2 separate regions of the Sus scrofa genome follow, and region 2 is linked to region 1. The links are chromatin contacts, called in public Hi-C maps. All regions are on one chromosome and are shown on one strand. The core of a region is the stretch at or near the end of the contact, and the rest is flanking DNA. Distances in the headings are between cores, read along the strand shown. Region 1 overlaps ZC3H12D (probable ribonuclease ZC3H12D). Region 2 has its middle 92 kb from the start of TAB2.

What was found. A called contact is a pair of places that touch in the nucleus more often than the background predicts.
Region 2: a contact with region 1 is called in a Hi-C map of skeletal muscle, with 4 times the contacts expected there. The contact joins two enhancer-like sites. A contact is called at or near these places in 1 of 47 Hi-C or Micro-C datasets (skeletal muscle) and 1 of 2 datasets of contacts at active chromatin or transcription factors (skeletal muscle).

Annotation. Positions count from the first base shown.
Region 1 is chr1:16,492,147-16,496,260 of Sscrofa11.1, reverse strand. It overlaps ZC3H12D (probable ribonuclease ZC3H12D), which reads right to left. Exons shown (of 6, transcript XM_003121158.4): 4 at 3,498-3,732; 5 at 125-231. Among named protein-coding and RNA genes, the nearest start is that of ZC3H12D, 31 kb to the right of the region's middle. Within about 2 kb of position 1,665, at least 32 of the 83 cell types and tissues checked have an H3K27ac peak or open chromatin away from gene starts, as enhancers often do. A contact at or near this core is called in skeletal muscle, where this site is marked.
Region 2 is chr1:16,701,665-16,705,990 of Sscrofa11.1, reverse strand. No RefSeq gene overlaps it. Among named protein-coding and RNA genes, the nearest start is that of TAB2, 92 kb to the right of the region's middle. Within about 2 kb of position 1,295, at least 3 of the 83 cell types and tissues checked have an H3K27ac peak or open chromatin away from gene starts, as enhancers often do. A contact at or near this core is called in skeletal muscle, where this site is marked.

The DNA of each region.
Region 1 (4,114 bases), core at 416-2,915:
TCCCCAGAGTCACACAGCTGATGAAAGGCAGCACCTAGACTAGAACTCAGGCTGCTGACCACCCCCACCCCCAGCCAGGGCTTCTGACCTGAACAGGGCCCACAAGGCATGGGACACTACCCACCGTAGGGGCAGTGCTGCCAGGACGGCTCTGGGGGCTTTGGCTTCCTGCTCAGGAAGTTGTTCAGGGTGGGGCCCCGACGGCCCAGAGGGTCATCAGGAGGCATGAACCTGGAGAACAAGCACAGGGGGGTGAATGCAAGACCCTCAGGAACGCACCACTGGCACGGAGCTGGGAGTAGGCAGGGCTGGGGAGGCATGGCCTTGGTCTGATCTCTCCGTCCAGAGCTCTTTCTCCCACCCGGGGGTTGTCACAGCGTGTTACAACAACACAACCCTTCCTCCACACAGAACCAGTACAGAGCACAGCATGGACAGACCCCAGGACAGCAGCCCCTGGGCCTCCTCCAAGTGTTCCTCCCGCTGAGGTTCAAGCGCCAGAATCACTTAGGAATGCCTTGCAAAATGCAGAACCTCAAGTTGGTCAGGAATCTGCATTTTAATAACTTCCAAGGTGATTTTTATCCACTAAAGCAGAAGCATCATTGCATTAGGGCTCCCCTGGGTCCTAGTCTGAAAGCCCCTCTAAGCTGCCTTCCAATGTCCTCAACAGAAAGCTAGAGACCCCTGGGGGCCACCAACAGCCTCTCTCGTCCCCTGAACGCCATTTCTCCTGCATTGCCCCACAGCTCTGGGCCTATCAGGTGGGGAATAAAAATTAACAGAGTTTGAAATACTGGTTGACGGGTCAGGGAGGAAGTGGGTCCCAGGTGCAGGCTGCACACAGGTGCGACCACACAGGCAGCCTCAGTGCAAGATCTGCCCCCTCTGCCAAACCGGGGAGGGGGATGGGATGGGGGCAGGGCCCTGGGTTTGGTCTCAGCATCCCCGGGCTGCCGGACCCCTGCCACGTCAGTCCCTGTCGCACCCAGCCTGGGCCAGCCCCTTTCCTTCTGCATTAAGTCTAAGGAGGAAGGGAATGTCCCGGGGCTCAAAGGGGAAAACAACATTCCTCAGAAGGAAAACCCTCGCGTTTAGCACAATCCACTTTTTTATATGAATACTTTTGTTCCCAGGAGGCACTTCCCTGTCACGCAAAGGTCCCACTAGAGGGGTTGTGGATTCTATTTGGGGGCCTGTTTTTATGGGCTGGTTTCCCCCTAAGAGTCGAGGGTCATGCTGGGGTCGCCCTTGCAGACCGCATCCACCAGGCCAGCCCCAAGCTGGGCCATCCCGGGTCCAGGGTAGCTTTCCGTGGCTCAGATCCCAGCTACACAGCCGGCTTCTCAGAGTTGGGCCCAGACCAAGAATCTGGGGAGCCACCCAGCGCAGTTATTAAAAGTTCCCAAAGGCTTCACCTCCTGCTCTTTCTCGGGCCTCACAGCTGGGAGCTGGGCCAAGAGGGCCCTATGGACGTGCCCAGGGCTTGCGGCGGGTGTCCTCGCCCTCAGGCAGGCGGCAGGCTCTGCCCTCTGGCAGCCGGGGACCTTCGAGCAGGCCCTGAGCAGAGGCCAAGTTGTCAAAAGCACTTGGCCTGGGCCCCAAGCTGTCGCCAGGCCAGAGGCAGCCATGATCCCACAGACCTCAGTAAGGATTTTCTGGATCCCATGCTGTCCAGATTTGCCAGATTCCTCCAGGCCTGAGCCAGAGAGAGGGAGTGCCAGCCCTGTGAGTGTGGAAGGGACTTGGGGGCTGCTGCAGGGTAGTCGCTGTAACCATCTGCCCTGGGGCTTAGGAGGGGACCTCTGCCTCTGTGGCCGTAGGCAGTGGGGGCAGCAGGACCTCCTGGAGGGACAGGTCCTGGCCTGGCCTGAGGGTAACTGCTACCACTATGGGCTAAACTGCTCTCTGGTCCTCGGGATCATCTCAGAGGTTAAGGGTGACTGAGCCAAGTGTTACAGGCTTCAAGTCCCCTCCCCAGAGCCCCAGAGCCTCTGGCCATGTCTCTGTAATGGCCATTCTGCCCAATGTGACCCGCCTGGGCTGCTCACTCCCTGCTAGAGAAGAAATGGCACCTGTTCCTCACCTGGCCACCATCTAACCTGTTCCCCATGCAAATAAGGTGTCCTGCCCAAGACCAATCAGAAGATCAAATTGGGTCTCCACTCAGGTCCCACTGTGGGGTATAAAGACTGTGCAGAGTAAGTCAGGCCCTGTTTTGTTTTCTTGTTTTTTGTGGGGTTTTTTTTGCTTTTGCTTTTTTCAGGGCTTCACCAGAGGCACATGGAAGTTCCCAGGCTAGGGGTCCAATTAGGGCTGCAGCTGCCGCAGCCACAGCAACGCCAGATCCGAACCACGTCTGCAACCTACACCACAGTTCATGGCAACGCTGGATCCTTACCCCACTGAGCAAGGCCAGGGATCAAACCCACAACCTCATGGTTCCTAGTCAGACTGGTTTCCACTGCACCAGGACAGGAATTCCCAGGCCCTCTTTTCTTAACCTGTGCGCACGTGAGTCCTCTCTCCCTCTCTGAAAATGTACTTTCACTTTAATAAATTTGTAAAACATCCACCGTTCCAATGCTTGGTTACGGTGAGACAGGGATGGAGGAAACTGTGCCGGTAACACCAAGGATGGTTGATTCAAGGTGACAAAAGTCCAGCCCAGAGAGGGGGGGCGTTTTTCCCCCACAGTCAGCCAGTAAATGGCAGAACCTCAGTTTGAAACATCTCCCGCGCTTTCAAAGCCCCAGCTCTTTCCACCACACACACTTGCCCCCCCCAGGGCTCCAGGGTCAGGAGGTGCAGGGGGCCTGATACAGAGGCCATGTGGCCTCTCTCTGCCCATCTTCCCTTCCCCAGAGCTGCCGCCTTTGACACTCACTCATCTACATCTTGTCACTGGCTGCCCATGATGCCCAGGCTGGCTGTGGCTGTGGCAGATAAAAGACACATGGTCCCTGCCCTCACAGAGTTGGGGACCTTGTCCCAAACCGCATTCCTAAAACCCAGTGAGAAAGCCCAGAACTGGAACAGAAATTGGAATGGGAGTGATGTCCAGCTCACCGTGCCCTCCCACCTTGTGCCATGCTGTGACCCACACTCACCTTGCCAGGCTCCTGGCCATTGCCCTCAGCGTGCCTGAGGATGTGTGCACTAGACCAGTGATCTCGCCCTCCTCACCTCAGCACTGCCTAGGGGCCCTCCCCCAGCCCTTGCTAAGGGGTCTGTGCCTTGTGACCCTGACATTGCCCTCCCCCCACTGCAGCTGGTGGCTCCAGGGTGGATCTGACCCGAGGAAACCCATCAGATTCTCTTGAAAATGTCAACCAAGCAGTATTAAGACAGGGTCGGCTGCAAGATCTTTACAACCTGTGACTAAGCCCCGCTGGGACCGGACTAGGTGGCCTGGCTTCTGTGCCACCCCCTTTCCCTGACCCCCGGCCCCCTCCCCTCAGTGCTAGCTTCCAGGACCCGGCGTGGGCGCCACCTACCGGTCGTTGACGAAGGAGAACATGAGCAGCCTCTGCTCGATGAACCACTTCCACTCGGGGTTCTCGCTTTGCAGGTCGCGGTAGTTGTCATTGGAGACGATGACCCCGTCCTGGTCGTAGGCCACCTTCACGATGTAGCGGTCGTCGTAGCAGACCACCCGCTTGCCGCTCACCTTGCGGGACGGCGTGTACACCAGCACCGCCTGCCTCTCCAGCTCCTCCAGCACGTGCTGCTCTGGGGACCACAGGGCAGGACCGCATGGAGAGCGCCTTCTCCAGTGGACTCCCCACCCCCAGAACCGTCCTAAGATCCGGGGCCGGGCAGCAGCTCAAGGCTCCTCTCTGATCCCCACCACATCCCCGGCCCCACCTCACACATCCCCCCCCACATCCCCGACCGCCTCACCCCAACCCCAACCCCCCAGGCCCAGGCGGTCAGATGAAGAGCAGGGAGGTCTCCAGAGGAATTTGCCAGCAGCCTAAGGTCAAGTGGGCTCTGCCTGTGTCATGACAGGAGTCCAGAGGATGGTACCCAGCCAGGGAGACACACTTTGGAAGGAAGAGTGCAGCCACAACTTCTGTCCTGAGGTTGGTTACCTTCCACGATGCCCCTAACA
Region 2 (4,326 bases), core at 46-2,545, 210 kb before region 1:
AAAATTCTTTGTTTGCTGAGTAAAAATCGTCATGCAAGAAATTATAAACTCAAAAGACAATCTTATTGATGTCAAAAGATCGTTTCATCACACAGGGCTGTAGGGTAAGAATATGGGGCTTCACCAGCTGTTTCAGTGCAGGCAGCAGAGCCCATTCTGTGTTCCTGCTGTGAAAGTTGGTTCTCAGAACTTCCTGACACATCAAGGAGGACAGCATCTCAGATGATCTTTTCCTCCATCTCCTTCCTTTTTTTTTTTTTTTTTTTTTTTTTTTTTTGGCTTTTGCAGAACCGGTGCAACTCCAGAGAAATCAAAACGGCTAATCTCTAAGACTCTTCCAGCTCTGACATGCAATAGTTCTAGAACCCTCCTGAGCTTCCAAATTGGAGGGTCTGCTTCTTGTCGTTCTTTATCCTGCCATTTCCTAAAGTATGGTCCAGATTCTCTGTCCCATCCCAATCCATTAGAAAATGTTTTCCGTTTGTAAGGCAAACTTGGGCGGTAATAAATGACAAGTCTCTCGACTCAAATCTCCATCATCCAGGTTTTCTGGGATGAAATGCCTGGTGTGGATCCTATCATTCTGGTGAGTTCTTTGGTCATTGTTTCAGTCGCTTACGTAAAAGAAAGAAAGAAAGAAAGAAAGAGATGTGGAGTTCCCATGGTTGCAGCAGAAACGAATGTGACTAGTATCCATGAGGATACAGTTTCGATCCCTGGCCTCACTCGGTGGGTCAGAGATCCGGCGTTGCCATAAACTGTGGTGTAGGTCACAGGCGCGGCTCAGATGCCACATTGCTACGGCTGTGCTGTGGGCCAGCCTCTGCAGCTCCAATTTGACCCCTAGCCTGGGAACTTCCATATGCTGAGGGTACAGCCCTGAAAAAAGAAAAAAGAAAAAAAAAAAGTTAAGTTCTGTGATTATTCAAGAACTTGATTTAGTGATGTTTTAGATGAATGCGTCCCATTTTCTGGACACTTCGCTCAATGTCTTATATACCGTAGCCAGTCTAAACCTCCAAGGCCATACTTCAAATGCATCAGTAGCTGAGTCAAGATGCAAATATTCCTTCAATCTGGCTGAGACTACAGATCTCCCCTGTTAGAAAAAAGAAAAAAAAAAAAAAAAAAACGGGAGGGACTGTCATAAATAATTTTACTTAAGTGAACGCTGAAATTGGGCACCACATTTCCTGGCTCCTAGTAATCTGTTTGCAGCCAGATATGTCGAGTACGCACTGGCCAAAGCCTCGCCTTTTCAGAAATGGAAAGCAGGAAAAACAATACGATCTTCTTTTCAAGTGGCATGTTGGACCCATCCCCAAAGTTAAATATACCTAGACAGTCCTCAGTGCGGGAACCACAGCTGACCTTGGAAGAAAATGATGGTTATCGTGGCCCATGAGCTGGGAAAGGTGATAATGAACGAGCCATAGTCATGTATTTCTGGCACACACTTCGGACAGTACAAGGAGCTAATTGCATTGAAGTATTATCTTACAGTATGGTGACCCAATCATTTTGGAAGCTCACCAAAGTCTCCCTTTTTGGAAGAGAAACTCTATTTTTAGAAAAAAAAATGCATTCATGTTGCCCTCTAAAACTCCCCCCAAACTCTTTCCTGGATCAGGTCAAATCACATGGATTGTTCCCATAAATCTTCCTATCTGTACTGTCAAACACTGACGTGCGTGTCTGTGGCTCCCGGGCTGAACTCCCGAAAAAATGATGGATCCTGTTTTCCTTTTGCTCCTGGTAATCTTTGGTTTAGGGTAACTTGCAGCGCCACGTACCGTGGTTCTCACTCAGATTAAATGGAGGGAACATTCAGCCAGCTCATCTGGTGCCCATCCTGGGAAGCGTGCCAGCCCACAGTGCCACAAGGGGGGAGGAAGAACACAAGTGTCTCAAAGCAGGAAAGAGCAACAGGAAGAAACTAGTCCTAAAATGGCAGGCGAAGAGTGCTCTTTGCCTTGCCTTTATTATTATTTTATATTTTTATTTTTTTGTCCTTTTAGGGCCGCACCCACGGCATATTCCCAGGCTAGGGGTCCGATCGGAGCTACAGCTGCTGGTCTACACCACAGCCACAGCAACGCCAGATCCAAGCCGTGTCTGCGACCTACACCACAGCTCACGGCAACGCCAGATCCTTCACCCACTGAACGAGACCAGGGATTGAACCCGCAATCTCATGGTTCCTAGTCAGATTCATTTCCTCTGCACCATGACAGGAGCTCCCTGCTTTGCCTTTTTAAATCATGGACAGGTTGATACATAGGTTAAGGCTGCCCTACATACCTTTATTTGGGAGTCAAGCAGACTCTTAAAAAGTAAAAGGAGAACTGACAAAAGAATTAAGGTATTTTCTCCTACATACATATTTTTTCGAATGTGTCAGTGTAATTGATAGCGTACGATGCTCTTGGGCCATTTTTCATTCCGATGGAGATACAGGATGCTGGGATTAATCGGTCTCTTTCTGGAATTTGTGTCTTGGTCAAGTGCCTATAATTTCTATTGAAGACTTTTTTAAAGCTAGTATTTGCAGCGAAAATGTATTTATAACTTAAAGGTGCTATGTACATTAAAGCCAAACAGAACAACAGCAAATGGACAATTTCTCGGCTTTCAAGTGTGTACGTACCACACAGCAGAAATGGAGCATTTGTAATTATTTGTAAAAGGAGGGCAACTGGGACACGTATCTTTTGAAATATCAGAAATGACAACCAGAGACGTTGCTTCGAGTCTTAAAAAAATCCATCTGGGTTTTCAAGTTTTACTATCATGAAATCTAATTTGTACATCAGGAAACCGGGAGGGGAAAATGATGGATCTGTTCGTGAAAAAGTGGACAACGTCTCAGGGAAATATTCAGGATCTTCCAGATTCCAAAGGGAGCCTGAAGTTTTTTGACATGGCCTATGGGACCCAAGGCAGATCAAGAAACCAAAGCAAACTGTCCTCCTGCAGTTTTTGGCAGGATCAGAGCTGGGCTGCAAGGCAGCTGGCTGCCTCCCTTAGGACTTCTCACCCTCTTGCGGATCAATCACTCTTTTAGACGAGAAATGGGGATTTTATTTGTCCCAAAGCTGAGGACAGCAGGGGTCACAAATTTTAAATTGAAGGGTCTTATCCATCATCCCCCCACCGAGTCAACTTCATCCACTATTAACGTCACCAGGGAGTCAGCAGAAAGCAGGTCGTGCACCCTGCTGGAGCCTGGGAATGAAAAAGTTTTGGTGTTAGGTCCTCCCATTGCTTAAGAATTGGGAGAAAATAAAGCGTAGCATTTCAGGCATTCCAAAAACAAGCAGAATTTGAGAAGCAGAATATTAACAGCTAAGAAGCCAAGATCAAAGCATTAAAAGTTCAAGAGGATAAGCAGGGAAAATAAGCAGGCACTAGGCCCGGGGTGGTTGCTGAAGTGAAAAGGACTCCGTCCTGCTGAGGCCTTTCCCTTCAGAAGCTCCAAAGGCAGAAGCGGGGCCAGGCCGACCAAGTGCAAAAGCACTGGACGAAAGCACAAAAGAGCAGCCACCAGGAGCGGACAGGGCTCTAATTAAACCCGGGTGAGACATGACAAGACGGTCCACACAAGGTTGCAACGGAACGGGGGCCTGGCTCTGGAGCCCATCACGTGCCTGCTCTTGACTAGAGGGCCAGGAAGATACCTCCAGCTTAGGCATGGCTGTGAACGAGAGGGAATCCAAGAGCAGGGTGTCAAGGCAGGTATGAGAACCTGCTTCTGTCTGTCAGTGACACCAGAGAACACGGTCCTATCAGCCCTCAGTGTGAGAGAGAGAGAGAGTGTGTGTGTGTGTGTGTGTGTGTGTGTGAGTATGGGTGTGAGAGAGTGAGTGTGTGTGTGTCTGCATGTGCAGCAGTAAGCGTGTGTCCATGCAGAGTCACCATATTGACACCTGTGATCCTTTGCAGTCCCCAAATCTGAGAACAGTCCCCACAACCTCAGCTCTCCTCGTGCACACTTACTTAGGGTCATTTGCTATTTTAGAAATATACAGGAGTTCCTGATGTGGCACCATGGGATCAGCAGCGTCTCTGCAGCACCAAGAGAGCCCTGCACAGTGGGTTAAAAAAGGATCCAGCATTGCCACAGCTACAGGGTAGGTCGTAACTGTGGCTGGATCTGATCCCCAGCCAGAAAACTCCATATGCCGCAGGGCAGCCAGAAAGAAAGGGGTGGGGGAGGGAGAGAAAGAAGGAAGGAAGGAAGGAAGGAAGGAAGAAAGGAAGGAAGGAAGGGAGGAAATACATAATGCTTTTTGCTCACTTTCCCAGGAAATGCTTTCCGGATTGAGC